2 separate regions of the Mus musculus genome follow, and region 2 is linked to region 1. A link is a contact called in public promoter capture Hi-C data. All regions are on one chromosome and are shown on one strand. The core of a region is the stretch at or near the end of the contact, and the rest is flanking DNA. Distances in the headings are between cores, read along the strand shown. Region 1 overlaps Frmd4a (FERM domain containing 4A). Region 2 holds the start of Phyh (phytanoyl-CoA hydroxylase).

Evidence for each region. Capture Hi-C pulls out chosen DNA fragments and counts their contacts.
Region 2: a contact with region 1 is called in a promoter capture Hi-C map of adipose tissue. The contact joins two enhancer-like sites. A contact is called at or near these places in 1 of 115 datasets of contacts at active chromatin or transcription factors (microglia) and 1 of 9 other capture datasets (adipose tissue).

What each region holds. Positions count from the first base shown.
Region 1 is chr2:4,469,679-4,477,293 of GRCm38.p6, reverse strand. Frmd4a (FERM domain containing 4A) reads right to left here. Exons shown (of 23, transcript NM_172475.3): 3 at 4,079-4,173. It overlaps Gm39751 (a long non-coding RNA gene), which reads left to right. Exons shown (of 5, transcript XR_865941.3): 4 at 1,384-1,471; 5 at 3,913-7,615. Among named protein-coding and RNA genes, the nearest start is that of Gm39751, 40 kb to the left of the region's middle. Within about 2 kb of position 2,588, at least 31 of the 459 cell types and tissues checked have an H3K27ac peak or open chromatin away from gene starts, as enhancers often do. A contact at or near this core is called in adipose tissue, where this site is marked.
Region 2 is chr2:4,917,055-4,924,778 of GRCm38.p6, reverse strand. It overlaps Phyh (phytanoyl-CoA hydroxylase), which reads right to left and starts at 5,783. Exons shown (of 9, transcript NM_010726.2): 1 at 5,635-5,783; 2 at 1,893-1,951. The coding sequence starts at 5,709. Within about 2 kb of position 2,183, at least 36 of the 459 cell types and tissues checked have an H3K27ac peak or open chromatin away from gene starts, as enhancers often do. A contact at or near this core is called in adipose tissue, where this site is marked.

The DNA of each region.
Region 1 (7,615 bases), core at 1,339-3,838:
AATTTAGACATTTTTGATGTGTGTGTGTGTGTGCGTGCTAGTACAAATGCACGTGTGTCTGTGTGTGGGTAAAACAGAGTATAGTGGGTGCACACTCATGTGAACAAAAACACCTTGGGAACATACTTACTCAATTTGAACACAGTTATTAAAATGTTTCCTTTTGAGATGAGGATGTGGCTCTGTGGTTATGATACTTGAGGTCCTGGGTTTGATTATCAGCAGCTGCATGTGTGTACTTGTGCGTATACACACACACACACACACACACACACACATGCAGGGGACTGTCGTGTTAGCACTTCTTGGCATGGAGAAGCAGAGCAAAAGCCAAGCTCATGCTTCTGGACCTAGGAATCACAGACCCAGAGCACCACCAGGCACAAGTCCAAGGGGCGACCTTAGTGCTTCCCTTTCTTAAAATGGAAAGGAGAAATGTTCCGATTACCAGAGAGGCCCAGAGATGTATGTAGGCCCAGGTATTATCAGGCCACCAAGGACTGTCCCCTAAGTCACCCTGGCCCTTGTCCAGTTGGCCTGTCTCTCAGAGGCTTGACTTTCTCTAGGACTGACACCTGCTGTAAGTCCCCTAGTGCACCAGACATACCTGCCAGCTCGCATTCAGTGACCAACAGGTGGCCCAACTCTTTTTCATGATGGTGGCCGGCTACTGGTGCTATGGCTGGAGATGGCCTCACACTCAGATATGGGAGGAGGTGTTAGGGGCCTGTGCAGTCTCAAGACCAGCCAGAAGGATGGTTGGGAGTTCCTGCTATGGGGAGCACGATGCTCCTCTCAAGAGGGCCTTCTGTACATGTGCGTTACATGAATGAATGCACAGACACCCAGGCAGGCAGGCTCTCAGGCCAGCAGAGACTCCAGAGAGCTCAGCTCCCACAAAGGCTTATAGGATGGCCATCAGACTCTGGGGTGTGCCCCTCCTGCCTCTGAGGTGTGGCTTTTGTGTCCTCCTTTCCCCTTTTCATCCGTCTAATCAATTGCTCTTGGCTCTCAGGGCTGTGGTCTGTCATCCTCAGCATATAGGCTTCTTCCTCTCTGGCCTAAGATAACATGCAAGTTCTTTGACTCCTGTTGACTCCGGGAAGTCTAACTGGGACTGTCCAGAGTTCATAGTCTTCTTGAATGGAATAAACTAACTTGGGAAATGGGAACAATGGGGCTGTGATTAGTTGAGACTTACAGTTTCCTTCCAATCAGTGGCGGCATGGAGAGTAATTAGGGGATCATGCTTCTGGGGATTCTCAGCAGGGACGGGAGAGAATGCTTGTGTTCATGAAAGTCAGTTTTTCTTTCTACACATGTGCTATTTAAAGCATTTCTTCTTTATTACCTGCCTGCATCTCTCCTGGTCTGCTGGTGCAGGTCCGTCTAGACCAGAGAAGACCAGCAAGACTGCCTTCTACCTCGGTGCCCTATGGGCTGCAGCCCCAGGACTGACCCTACTCCTTTTGTAAGTAAGCTCGGGCTTTGCCCTTGCCTCTGCTTCTGTCCACACCACTGCTCCAAAAGTCACTTTTATGTGAGGTGCACATGTGTGTGTACAGGTGTGCATGTGTGTGTGTGCATGTGGGAGTCAGGATAGCTTGGGTTTTGTTGTTTTGTTACTCAGTCACTGCTCACCTTTCTTCTTTCTTTTGGAAAGTTTGATATCTTTATTTATTACTTTCATGTGCATGTATGTGTGGGTGTCTGTAGAGGCCAGATCATCCCCATCTGAGGCCAGCTGCAGTTACTGATGGTTGTCAGTCCCCCTCTGTGGGTGCTGGGAACCAAGCTTAGTTCCTTTGGAAGAACAGCAAACACTCTTAACTGCTGAGCTACTTCTCCAGTCCCCAACCATATTTCTTGAGCTAAGGTTTCTCACTGCCAAACAGGTTAAGTTGGAGAGACAGTGAGCCCAAGAGGTCAGTTTGTCTCTGAGGAGGTGATATGAACATATATTTTGTAGGCTTATAGATACAGCCTAAGAAAATCAAATCAGTACTTTATTCTATGATAGACTACTGCAAATCTTTGTCTAAAAAGGAGTGTGCAGAATTAAAATGAGTTAAAATTTTATTTAAGTATGCTGGCTTCTGCCAACCTGTTCACATTCTGTATCCAGGGAAGGCAAAAACTTGCCAGAGTACCGTAAGGTTCTACAGCAGATCCTGTTTGCTAAGAAATCATTATTGCTGTTAGGTTTTATGTGTTTGTTTTTGTTTTTGAGACAGGGTCTCTCTAGGTAGCTGGGCTGTCCTGGAACGCTGTAGGATCCTCCCACTGCTGCCCCCTGAGATTAAAGCCCTGAGACTTTGTTAGCCCTGTGCCACTCACTGTGCCTAACAAAACAGGATACTTTTTTATTGTCATTTCAAATGTTTGTATGCTTTTAATGCTAGCTTCAAAATGTCTACCTGTAAAATGTTCATGTCTGCAATTTGTTTCTGTGCACATGCCTAGCTTGACAGAAATTCCTTTTGGTAGGCATGGGACTCAGAGACTGTCCTCTGGTGGCCACACTGTCACCTGAGCTCAGCTGAGCTGTAAAAGTTGTAAGAAATTGTGGAGGACTGCCAGGCCTTCCCAGAGCATTAGCCTGGGCTCCTGCCCACTCCTAAACAAAGAACAGCTTTCCTGTCTGAGCTCATGGCTGATTCTTTGCTGGCTGGAATTTCTAATACACTTCCCTATGTTGGGATTACATGTGTCATGGACCAAATTTGGCTTTTATTTTTAAACTTAAATTCTGGGGATTGAAGTCAGAGCCCCAGGCTTACGTGTGGACATCTTGCAAACTCACAGATCTCCAAGATCAACCATAGCCAAGGTCGCCTAAGGTGGCTTTCCTACTGACCAACACAGAAGCTGCCTATTCTTGCTTCCATCCTACCTCAATGGCCCCACCTCATTCCTGGGGGCTGGGCTTGACTGTACTGGCCTTGCCAGCCAGTAACCTCACCTGGGCATTTGAGCATGCACAGGGGTGTGCGGGCATAGATACAGACAGAGGAGATTTCGGGAACATCTGTCTAAAGGAGGTTATTGTTTTGTTTTGTTTCCTGGTGCGGGGGGGGGGGGGGGGAGGGGGGGAAGCAGAGTGTGAAGAACGTGGGCAGACAGGGAAAGTACGAGCAGGCTCTCAGAGATGGTTAGTTCTTGTTCCCAGAAAACACTGAGAGGAGGAACTGTGGGAAGCTGTGGGGGCAGGTGTCTAGGCATATCCAGTAGGGGAAAGGCGAAGATGCAGGAGTCCTGTAAAGACCCAAGCTGGCATCTGGTTAATAGACTTCCAGCCTGGCCCCACTCATTTTAGTTCTTTGTGTGGAGGAACTACTGACATCTCTTAGACATTTGTCATCCAGTTACAGTGGAACCAAGGACCACACATGCCTAGGGAAGTGCTTCACCCCTCACTGCACCCCCAGTCCTTAGCTTAGATATCCTTATCTAAGAATTTGGGCCAATCTTCACTGAACTCTTTGGTAACAGTATAGTAAGAGATTGAAACATCATCCATGGAGCCTATGCCTTCCTTTATTATATAACATGATGGTACCCAGCAAACTGGAAGGTTGCTGAAAACAAACATTTCACCTCAGATGGGCGATAGGAACTCTGATGCTGTCTTCTATTTCAGCTTAGAGTGTGAACTCGCCCAGATCATCTCTCACTCTGAATTTATCATCAAGTCCACTTCCTGTTATTGTTACTTCAACACTGGAGAGCAACATTTACTTTCCAGAAGTTTTCATTTAACCTTAATAAAGACTAAACCCACACAGATCTACTCTTTAAAAAAAATAAACATTTTAGACATTCATCTGAACACAAATCTGCTTGGTTAAAGAACATTACCTAATAATTTCATAATATTAGCATCTATCTAATTATATCCTTTGGCCACTCCAGGCATGATCACCGGCTTTTGAAATTCAGATGGTGAACTTGGACTGACCCTGTAGCCCCCATGGGACCCAAGTGGCCTGCAGCCTGATTTTGCTGTGCACAGCAGAGAGAGGGTAATTTGACATCCTGCTCTTTTGTTTGGGGTCTGTGGGCTCTGGACAGCACTTACGTCTCATCTGTGAATGCTATTCCAAAGTACTCCTTCTCCTTCAGGTTGAAATGAGAGGCCACGAGGTCAAGAAGCTCCTTGGCCAAAAGCTTGGGCTGGAAGAAGAACACAGAAGGGAAGATTAACTCACGAGAGACTTTTGCTAAGTCACGTCATCATCTTGGGTCTCTAGCATGTTCTCAGTGAAATGCCTGAGAACTCAGGCACACTGCAGAAACACAAATGACTTTTGTAAAATCCAAAGAGAGGCTTGGATGTGGTTCAGTTGGAAGGAAGGTTCTTGCCTGGCACGCACAAAGCCCTGTGTTTAATCATCCAAGCAGCATAAAACTGGTTGTCATGGTGCATGAGTACTTCATGGGGTTCCACGAGAAATAGAGGCAGGAGGAGCAGGAGTTCATGATTATCTTCTGCTGCATAGCAAGTTTGAGGCTATCCTGGGCTACATGAGGTACACAGAGAGATGAAGCCAAGAGTGAGGGAGGAAGAGAGAGAATAGAGAAGGAGAAAGACCAAAAGAAACAGACCATTAGGATGCTGCTGTATAAAACAGCCAAGTGGGAAGTCTTGGCAGCAACTGGAGGCTCAGTAAGATTGGTTCTGTCAACAAATGACATTTTTGCTCTTTAGTGGGTCTGTCCAGCCTGGTGTCTTTCCTTCCCTACCTTATACTGCTCTGACAGGAAGAGTTCTTGGTCTATTTAGCAAACACAGGCAGACCCCTTCCTATTCTTGGAATAAGGTTACTTTCTGATCTACCCAGTGTAATTGGAAAATGTTAAGCCCAAATTTATTGAATATGAATACCAGAGTTTAGCAACACATGGCTACAGGTATGAGCTCAAGGGTACCCTGAATGCAGCCCATGACAAAATGGCAAACTTACTTAAGATCATGAGCTACATTGAAAGGTTAAACACACCCTCCCCAGTGTGGCTGCTTCTGCCTGGTGATCACATTGGGCTCTGGCTCTTGGCATCCTTAGAGATTGTAGCACACAGCCTGACCCAGAGAAACCATCCAGATACAAAATTCAAAGCACGATTTTTACTGAACAAAGACTGCATTTGTACTATTGTCAAGTCTAACATCCCTACACTGACCTGCCTGATGGGTCAGGAGCTGTCCTCGCTGTGTGGTAGGCACTGTGCTAAGCACTTTTTACACATTGTTTAACCTCATAATCCTGTGAGATTGTCCATTGTGCAGGGCAGACACAGGCCCAGGGATCAGGCAGTTGTTTCTGCCTCCTCTTCTATCAGTGAGCAGCAGCTCAGAAGTGAAAACCACTTAGAACCCCATGGGGTTGAAGTGACAGTAACACTTCCTTCCCTGGAAATGAGAGACCAATGGGAAACCCTCTTACACACGTTCGGGACCGGCCAGGAAAGACGCAACAAACCGGAATCTTCTGCGGCAAAGCTTTATTGCTTACATCTTCAGGAGCCAGAGAGCAAGAGAGCAAGAGCAAGAGCTCTATTGCTTACATCTTTAGGAGCCAGAGCGCAATAGAGCAAGAGCAAGAGCAAGAGCAAGAATGGCGAAACCCCGTCCCTTTTAAGGAGAATTATCCTCCGCCTAGGACGTGTCACTCCCTGATTGGCTGCAGCCCATCGGCCGAGTTGTCATCACAGGGAAGGCAGAGCACATGGGGTGGAGAACTACCCTTGGCACATGCGCAGATTATTTGTTTACCACTTAGAACACAGGATGTCAGCGCCATCTTGCAACGGCGAATGTGAGGGCGGCTCCCCACAAAACCCCACCTTGACACACCAACTGCATCCAGTGCTCTCTGCTTCCTGGTGCATGCTACAATCTGAGTCTAAACCAATAGAACACCCAAGATTGGACGTCAATTCTTTCTTCCTTGATAGGAAGAAGTCTACACTGGGATTGTGGAGGGATGCATGTGGCTCATCTCAGAGTTTTACAAATGAATTATGAAAGATGCTGCAAGATTTGAGTTCCCAAGCTTAAGAACGTGTTGTGGGATGTGCTTGACTATAAATGCTGCCATTCCTTCCAGAAGATGTTGGGCTGAGTTAATTTATGGGTTGTGGTGACACAGCAAGTTCACTGCTTTTATAACACAGTGGATCATCACTTATCCATCAGAATGACTGCCATATCTTTCAAAGTGGCCACAGTGTATCTGTGATGCTTGCTGTTTCTGGAAGTATTTTGAGCTGGGCACTGGGTTACACACCTGTAACCCCAACACTTAGGAGGCTACAGTAAGGAGGAATGGGGGATTCAAGGCTAGCTTGAGTTTCACAGCAAGAGCATATCTTTTTAAAAAAAATTTTTATTAGATATTTTCTTTATTTACATTTCAAATGTTATCCCCGTTCCTAGTTTCCCCTCCGAAAATCCCCTATCACCTCTCTACTTCCCTACTCCCCAACCCACCCACTCCCATTCCTGGTCCTGGCATTCCCCTATACTGGGGCATAGAGCCTTCACAGGACCAAGGGGCTCTCCTCCCATTGATGACCAACTAGGCCATCCTCTGTTACATGTATAGCTAGTGCCACAAGTTCCACCATGTGTTTTCTTTGATTGGTGGTATAGTTTCAAGGAGCTCGGGGATACTGGTTAGTTCATATTGATGTTCCTTCTATGGGGCTTCAGACCCCTTCATCTCCCTGGGTATTTCTCTGGCTCCTTCATTGGGGACCTTGTGCTCCATCCAACGGATGACTGTGAGCATCCATTTCTGTATTTGCCAGGCACTGGCAAAGCCTCGCAAAAGACAGCTATATCAGGCTCCTGTTAGCAGGCTCTTGTTGGCATCTGCCTAGTGAATGGGTTTGGTGATTGTTTATGGGGTGGATCCCCAAGTAGGGCAGTCTCTGGATGATCGTTCCTTCAGACTCTGCTCTGAACTTTGTCTCTGTAACTCCTTTCATGGGAATTTTGTCCCCCATTCTAAGAAGAAACAAAGTATCCACACTTTGGTCTTCATCTTGAGTTTCATGTGTTTTGCAAATTGTATCTTGGGTATTCTAAGTTTCTGGACTTATATCCACTTATCAGTGAGTGCATATCATGTGTGTTCTTTTGTGATTGGGTTACCTCACTCAGGATAAAGGTAGACTATCAGAATTACACCAGACTTCTCACCAGAGACTATGAAAGCCAGAAGATCCTGGACAGATGTTATACAGACCCTAAGATAACACAAATGCCATTCCAGGCTACTATACCCAGCACAACTCTCAATTACCATAGATGGAAAAACCAAAGTATTCCATGAAAAAACCAAATTCACACAATATCTTTCCATAAATCCAGCCCTTCAAAGGATAATAAAGGGAAAACTCCAACACAAGGAGGGAAATGTCACCCTAGAAAAAGCAAGAAAGTAATTCTTCAACAAACCTAAAAAAAAGATAGCTGCAAGAACAGAATCCCAACTCTAACAACAAACATAACAGGAAGTAACAATTACTTTTCCTTAATATCTCTTAATATCAGTGGACCCAATTCCCCAACAAAAAGACATAGACTAACAGACTGACTACATAAACAGTA
Region 2 (7,724 bases), core at 934-3,433, 450 kb before region 1:
AGGACAAAGTTTAGAGTGTTAAGTCCAAAACATAGGTACAGTCACCAAAAATGTGTATTACTGAAAAAAATATTAACCAAGGAATTATATCTGTACAATAGATGTTAAAAATGAAGGGCAGAATACTGTGGGCATACTTATTATAATAGGATAAAAATCATATAAAACAAAATACAGAGGGAGAGGAAGGAGAGAGGGCATGTCAATGTCTGTAGCTGAGCAGTTGCAAAGCAGTTTTGTTTTAAAACAATGGTTGCCTTTCAGTAATGATTTAAAATTCTGAATTTTAAATTTTCTACAGTGTGAAGAGCCAGAGAACTGCCATGACAGTAGTGTGTGTAGCCAAAGTCATGAGAGCAGAGTGTGTAGCCAAAGTCATGGGAGCAGGGTGTGTAGCCAAGAGGAGCTCCTATCTTTGTTAAGTTTGTAAAGGGATTTTCTCAAGAGGCTTTGATGGCTGAAGTGCCTATAGGCTGGAGCTGCAGAAATAAACTTTGAGCCTTGACCAGAACACTGTCTTGGTTCCATTCTTCTATGGCCCACAGCCTTTTCATTCCCAGCGCTCCTTTCAGGTGACCCTGCTCGACCTTAAGCCACTGGATGGCTACAAATAAGCATTGTCTTTCAAATGGAAGATCAATTCAATGAAGTATATGTGATATGTATAAGATAAATATTTCTTAAGTTAGGGTCTCACTTTGTAGCAGTCTTGAACTTGGAACCTCCTGCCTTAGCAAAGTCTGGGATTCCAGGAACACACCACACCCAAATCATACATTTTAAGTAGTCTAGTCAGTACACTCTCAGAAGCAACCCACCCACTCCTTAAGGTTGGTGCTGTGGCTTTGTCTACGATATTCATGAAGGTTGGGTGCTCCCCTTAAAAACAAGGCAATACTCATGTCAGGTGCTGGACTACAGTTGTCTCAGCTGCTCAGGAGGCTGGAGAGTCCTAAGCTCAAGACCTGGTGAGACCTTGCTTCTTACACACAATCTCTCTCCATTGTGTTTTGTGTGTGTGTGTGTGTGTATCTGTCTGTCTGTCTCTGTCTCTGTGTCTTTCTTTCTGTGTCTCTTCATCTCTCTGACTCTCTTGTCTCTGTGTGTCTCTCTCTCTTTCAAAATGCTAGCCAATATGTCAATAACACCAATATAGAAGTAAAGTAACGTGACATGTGATGCTTGGATTTTTCAAGGGTAAAATTATGTATTTTCTTTCTCTCTCTTTCTCTTTTTTTTTAACTTCTTTTTGGATCTTAGCTATGTTAAGAAAACTTAGGTTCTCCATAGTTCCCCAAAGCAGTACTGGTAGACCATTTTCTGGAAGCAAAGTGTGTTCTACATGGATTCTAGTTGGGTAGCTTGCTGCATGTTATGTTACCTGGTTGTACAGTGGACATTCTATCCCAGCTACTACTAGAAAAACTTTTACAAGCTGTCTCAGTTAAGGTCAATATTGCTGAGCTGAAACACCATGACCAAAAGTGACTTGGGGAGGAAAGGGTTTATTTGGCTTACACTTCCACATCACTGTTCATTATTGAAGGAGCTCAGGGCAGAAACTCAAACAGGGTAGGAACCTGGAGGCAGGAGCTGATGCAGAGGCTATAGAGAGGTGCTGCTTACTGGCTTGCTCCCCATGGCTTTCTCAGCCTGCTCTCTTATAGAACTCAAGACTACCAGCCCAGAGATGGCCCCACCCACAATGGGCTGCTGGACCCTCCTCCATTAATCACTAATTAAGAAATCCACCAGATTGCCGACAGCCCAATTTTATAGAGGCATTTCTCAATCCAGATTCTTAGATGATTAACTCTTGTGTCAGGCTGCTGTAACACACTAGTCAGAACACATACACAGTGAAGTAACAGGCAAAAATGAGATCTACTTACTGGAATTGTTCAGGCTGGAAACTGGCAGGGGAAGCCAACCCTGATACAGGCTGGGCTACCTAGGGGAGAATTAAGGAAAAGAAAGAAGAAGGCAGGAGACAACCTTTTTGCCAAACACCAGCCACAAATCCCCCAGATTATACCTGTAGCTCCAGTCAGCCCCAGTCCCAGGGTTTCCTTGTGCTAAGCTACTGAGCAAATAAGATACCAAAGGTCACGCTTTAGAAGGGAGAGCACAGCTTGGGCCTCGTGTGACTGCAGGCTAAACTGGAAGGAGCTTGGACGTCATTAGGGCACAAAAAGTCCAAGCCACACCAGTGAAGTAAACACTGAACCGTCACTCAGTAACTACGGGTTAGGAACAGCCCTTTTCTGTTATCTTTTTTCTTTTTTTGGTTTTTCCGAGACAGGGTTTCTCTGTGTAGCCCTGGCTGTCCTGGACCTCACTCTGTAGACCGTGTGTTGCTGCTTTTGGAGTGTCAGTTCCACACAGGTGTGGGTGGAACCCAGCACTTGGGAGGCAAAGGGGGGGGGGGTTGAGTTTCATCAGCTTGGTCTACAGAGTGGGTTTCAGGCCAGTCAGGGCCACACAGTGAAAGCCTGTGGGTCTCAAACCCACCAAGAGACCCACAATGTCACTTCACATGAACTTGCCATCTACTCGTGTTCACTCATTTATTGAAACAGGATCTCACTGTGCACCTAAGGTAGGGCCTGGGTGTTTTATAGCCCATCTGATCTCAGTTTCTTCTGCCTTCATCTTCCAAGTGCTGGGGTTACAGGTGTGCATTGTCAGGCCTGGATTGCTTTTAATTAATTAATTGATTAATTGATTAATTAATTAATTAAGGCTTTATGACTTTTAGAGACAGAGAACATGCTACATGAGCTAGCCTTGAGCTTAATAATGTAGCCACGTATGATCTTGAACTGATCCTCCTGCCCCCCACTTACTTCCTGCCAGGTGAAATTATAGACAGGCACCACCATATGCGGTTTATTGTTTTTCTTGCTTTCTTTCTCTTCTGTTTTTTGTTGTTTTGTTTTGTCCTTTGTTTTTTTGGTTTTTTTTTTTTTTGTTTTTTGTTTTTTTTTGTCAGAATCCCACTACGTAGCCCTGGCTGACTGGGAACTTGATATGTAGACCAGGCTGATCTTGAACTCACAGAGACTGTCTGCCTCTGCTGAGATTAAAGGTGATTGCCAACTATCTATTATTTATTTACTTTTTTATTTACGTATTTAATGCATATTGGTGTTTTGCCTGCATGTATGTCTGTGTGAGAGTGTCAGGTCATTTGTTGCTGGATGACAGTTGTGAGCTGCCATGTGGTTGTTGGGATTTGAACCCAGGACACCTCTGAAAGAGTAGCCAGTGTGAAGAGCAGTCATTGCTCTTAACTGCTGAGCCACATCTCCAGCCTCACAATTCCCACTCTTGTTCAACTTTCCCAATATAGCATTGCCGCAAGGACATATAGACCTCAGTGCTCCAAACTGGTCACCTCGGCCCTTCTCCACTGTTTCTTGGACTTTGATGATGTGGGAGAAATGTTAAATGATATTGAAATATATGACAGAGATGGGGGTGTGGGTGGGGTAAAGTGAAAAGAGACGCAGAAGCTGTGACCCAGGATGACCCCAATTATGCAAATACAAAACATTCCTTGTTCCCTAATCCACACTGCTTTTTTTTTTTTTTGGACAGGGTTTCTCTGTGTAGCCCTGGTCGTCCTAGAACTCACTTACTTTGCAGACCAGGCTGGCCTTGAACTCAGAAATCCAATCCGCCTGCCTCTGCCTCCCAGATTCTGGGATTAAAGGCGTGTGCCACCACTGCCCAGCATCCACACTGCTTAGAAGCAAATTAAGGCTGAGGAGATACGGCCTCAATTTCTAGAACTCTACTTACATAATATATTCCCTATGGCTCTTGGTCAGCACTATCTAATATCCAATACTAGCTGCTAGCTACATCTGGCCATTTAAATTGAAAAATGATTCAAGTTAAAAGTGTATACTTTGCCGGGCGTGGTGGCGCACGCCTTTAATCCCAGCACTCCGGAGGCAGAGGCAGGTGAATTTCTCAGTTCGAGGCCAGCCTGGTCTACAGAGTGAGTTCCAGGACAGCCAGGGCTACACAGAGAAACCCTGTCTCGAAAAACAAAACAAAACAAAAAAAGTGTATACTTTAATCCCAGCACTTAAGAGGCAGAGGTGGTGGTCTCTGTGAGTTCTAAGCCAATCCAGTCTATAATAGCAAATTCCAGCTCGCCAGAGATGCGTGATAAGATTCTGTCTCAAAAATCAAGCAACCAATAAGATCCAAAGAGTAGTGAAGAGACTGCATCAATTTCAGTCCAAATACATCTAGTACCAGTATATCCAAGGTTCTCAAAATGTAGCAAACATCCAACTGCCAAGAAAAAACCAGACTGTGATATTCCATCCCTACATGGCCTGCAGGTCTAACCACTGCTTTAGTCCAATACACACTAATCAGGGTCTTTCCCCATTAGTTTCTCAGTGTAAAATGAAGTTACATTATTAGCCTGTAGAGTTTAAGCTTGAGGTAAGCCTGGCACACCGCTGCTTATAAACCAAAAGCCCCACAGGCAGAATAACAGGGAAGGCCAAATAAACAACTATTATGATCAGCCTCGGAGGTGGCAGGCACTGAAAACCCTAAACCATTCATTTTTAGCAATTTCTAGGGCGAGGGGCCAACAGTTTGATGCTTCCTCCCATCCCCCAAGAGTCTGAGTGTATGCATGTATGTGTTTGTGTGTGATGTGTGTGTACACACACGTGTTCGTGTGCATAACTGCTTCCAAGCCTTGGTTTAGTGTTTTGTTTTGCTTTTTAGACCGTCTGTCACTTTTGGCCAGGATGGCTGGCCATTAAGATCCTCAAGTCTGCCGGACGGACGGTGGTGGCACGAACCTTTAATCCCAGCACTTGGGAGGCAGAGGCAGGCGGATTTCTGAGTTCGAGGCCAGCCTGGTCTACAAAGTGAGTTCCAGGACAGCCAGGGCTATACAGAGAAACCCTGTCTCGAAAAACCAACCAACCAACCAACCAACCAACCAACCAACCAACCAACCAACCAACCCTCGAGTCTGCACCTGCACCTCCCAGGGGGATCACAAGCATTTATCACCAGGCACTCGCTTCTGAAGTCGCTTTCCGGGAACCAGTTCAGTCCTCAGGAGACTGGGGACACCTGGCCCCTGGAGTGGGAGCTTACACAGCTAGTGGGATGGTGACAGACAGAGGGCAGGTGGAGATGGGCAGCTAGCTACCTGCTGGACAGGGTCCTGAGCCTTCTCTTTTTGGCGACTGGCGCCTCCTCCTGACCTCTGAGAATCCCTGCCTCTGCCGGCCTTGGTCACAGGCAAGCACCTGTGGGCAACTGTCCTTGGTGTTTCTGGATGCAGAAGTCAACTCAAAAAATGGCAAGCCTCTTTGTGATGACGTCGTCACCTTTCGCTTTATGCTTCCCGCTTTACACCAGCAAGAAACCACGGTTTCTTGAAGGCTCAAAATGCTGCCTAGAGAAGTCCCACCAGAGAGCCCTTCCAGAAGACGAGGGCTCTCTGGGGATGCAGCCTCCACCCGGGAACCCTAGGGATGGAGACAGGGAAGAGATGGCGGCGCAGAGGCTCTCTTATGTCCTTGAAGCCACCACCAGGGCGGAGAGGCTCCTTCGAGCCTGTGAGCCCTTCCACAGCCCAAAGGATACAATCGTTGGGGCCGAGGGTCGGCCGAGGTGTCCCAGAAGGACCTGCAGCCGGGCGCCGGCGCGCGTAAGATTCATGGTGGGGGCCAGCAGACGAAACTGCTGCGCCCAGGTCACACTTAACTTACGGCAAGGCCCCGCCTCCTAGTAGAGGGTGGAGTTCTGTCCAAGGGCAGGACACAGCGCCACCTCCCCCAGGCTGGGGGTTGGGGAGCTGGGGATGAGGGAGCGAGCCTAGGCTGTCTGGAGTCCTTGCTCCCCGCCGCTGTGTCTTTGTTCTAATCTGCAAGGTCCGAAATTTTGCGACTGGGGTGATGCAAGCCGAGCAGCCCGAGGCCGTTAGGGATCTGAGCCACCCTTTTAACTTGGTAGTTTTAATCTATGAACAACTAATCTATGTGACTAGTTCTCCCACTAAAAATTAAAATCATCTGTGTTATTCAGAAGAGACATTAAATTTAGCGTGAATTCATCCTAAAATATTAGAAAGTTTGGCTGTTAGTTTTTAAGAAGAGCGATCCACACGGTCTAGGATAACTTACATTACATTTTTGTGTGTGGTGGTGGTAGTGGTGATGGGGTGTGGTGTGTGTGTGTGTGTGTGTGTGTGTGTGTGTGTGTATGTATGTATGTATGTTTGCATCCTTGTTTGTGGAGATCAGAGAAATAATCTTCAGGGAAGTTGAGTCTCTTTCCACCACCTGAGTTTTGGGGATCGAACTCTGATGGTCAGGTTTGTTCAGCAAGCTCCCTTAACCACTGTGTATCTCACCAGCCAGTATAACATGTAAAATTTCTTATGTAGCTAAAAACTGTTTTCTTTAATCCCAGCACTTGGGAGGCGGAGGCAGGGGGATTTCTGAGTTCGAGGCCAGCCTGGTCTACAAAGTGAGTTCCTGGACCACCAGGGCTACACAGAGAAACCCTGTCTCGAAAAAGCAAACCAAACCAAACCAAACCAAACCCAAAACAAAACAAAACTGTTTTCCTAAAGTCTTTGAAATTCAACCACTACACATAATCTCAATCTCTTTGTCTCTCGGTCTCTTAAGAGAGTTACTTCTAGATTGCTTCTAGTTACTCCATAAACATGTTATTGTTTCTTAAATGCTTTCATTAGATAATTTGGTGACAGTGCCATAGTCCAGGAGAGACAAGCAAGTAACCAGCTGGCTACTTCCTGTTTTCAGGTTGCAGAGATTTGCCCTTTGTGCCTTGACCTTTAGGACGAGATTCGCTTAGCTGAAGCTCCCAGGGCCGGCTTGGTCATTTGCTTATCTCCCAACCTCATCTGTCCAGCCTGAGCAACCTGGTGGAAGCCTGACCATGTCCTGAGAGACCGGCTTAATTAGCCCACAGTTTAAAAGCAGGACTGACTGCATTCCCCCCCCACCCCCCACTTGGGAAATAGGTGTGTTCTTACTGCCCTCACCTGGTGCAAAATGGGAACTGCAGGGAGAAGGAAGAAAACAAAACTGAAATTAGTCTGAATTTGGGTCACCTCAAGCAGAATTGAAAGATTAAGACCGTCATTCTGAGGATGACTGGTTTCCCTAAAAAACAGAGAGAATTATGGCTTTGGGGCCTGTCTTAGGGTTTCTATTGCCGCCATGACCATGACCAAAAAAGGAAGTTGGAGAGGAAAGGGTGCATTCGGCTTACATTTTTACTGATCTGTTCCTCATTAAAGGAAGTCAGGACAGGAACTCAAACAGGGCAAGATCCTGGAGGTGGGAGCTGAAGCAGAGAACATGACAGGTGCTGCTTAACTGGGCTCGTTCTCCATAGCTTGTTCAGCCTCTGCTTTCTTCTAGAACCTAGGACCACCAACCCAGGCCACCAGCCCAGGGATAGCACCACCCACCATGCCCTGGGCCTTCCCCATCAATCACTAGTTAAGAAAATGCCTAACATCTGGACCTTCTTGAGGCGTTTTCTCCTTGAGATTCCCTCCTGTCAGCTAACTTTAATCTGTCTTAAACTGACATAAGACCAGCACAGGATGAGAGATTGTGGCACTCAAGATAGAATTTCCTCCTGGCTCTGTGTGTAACGTTTCCTAACCTGTATTTTTGTTTGTTTGTTTGTTTGTC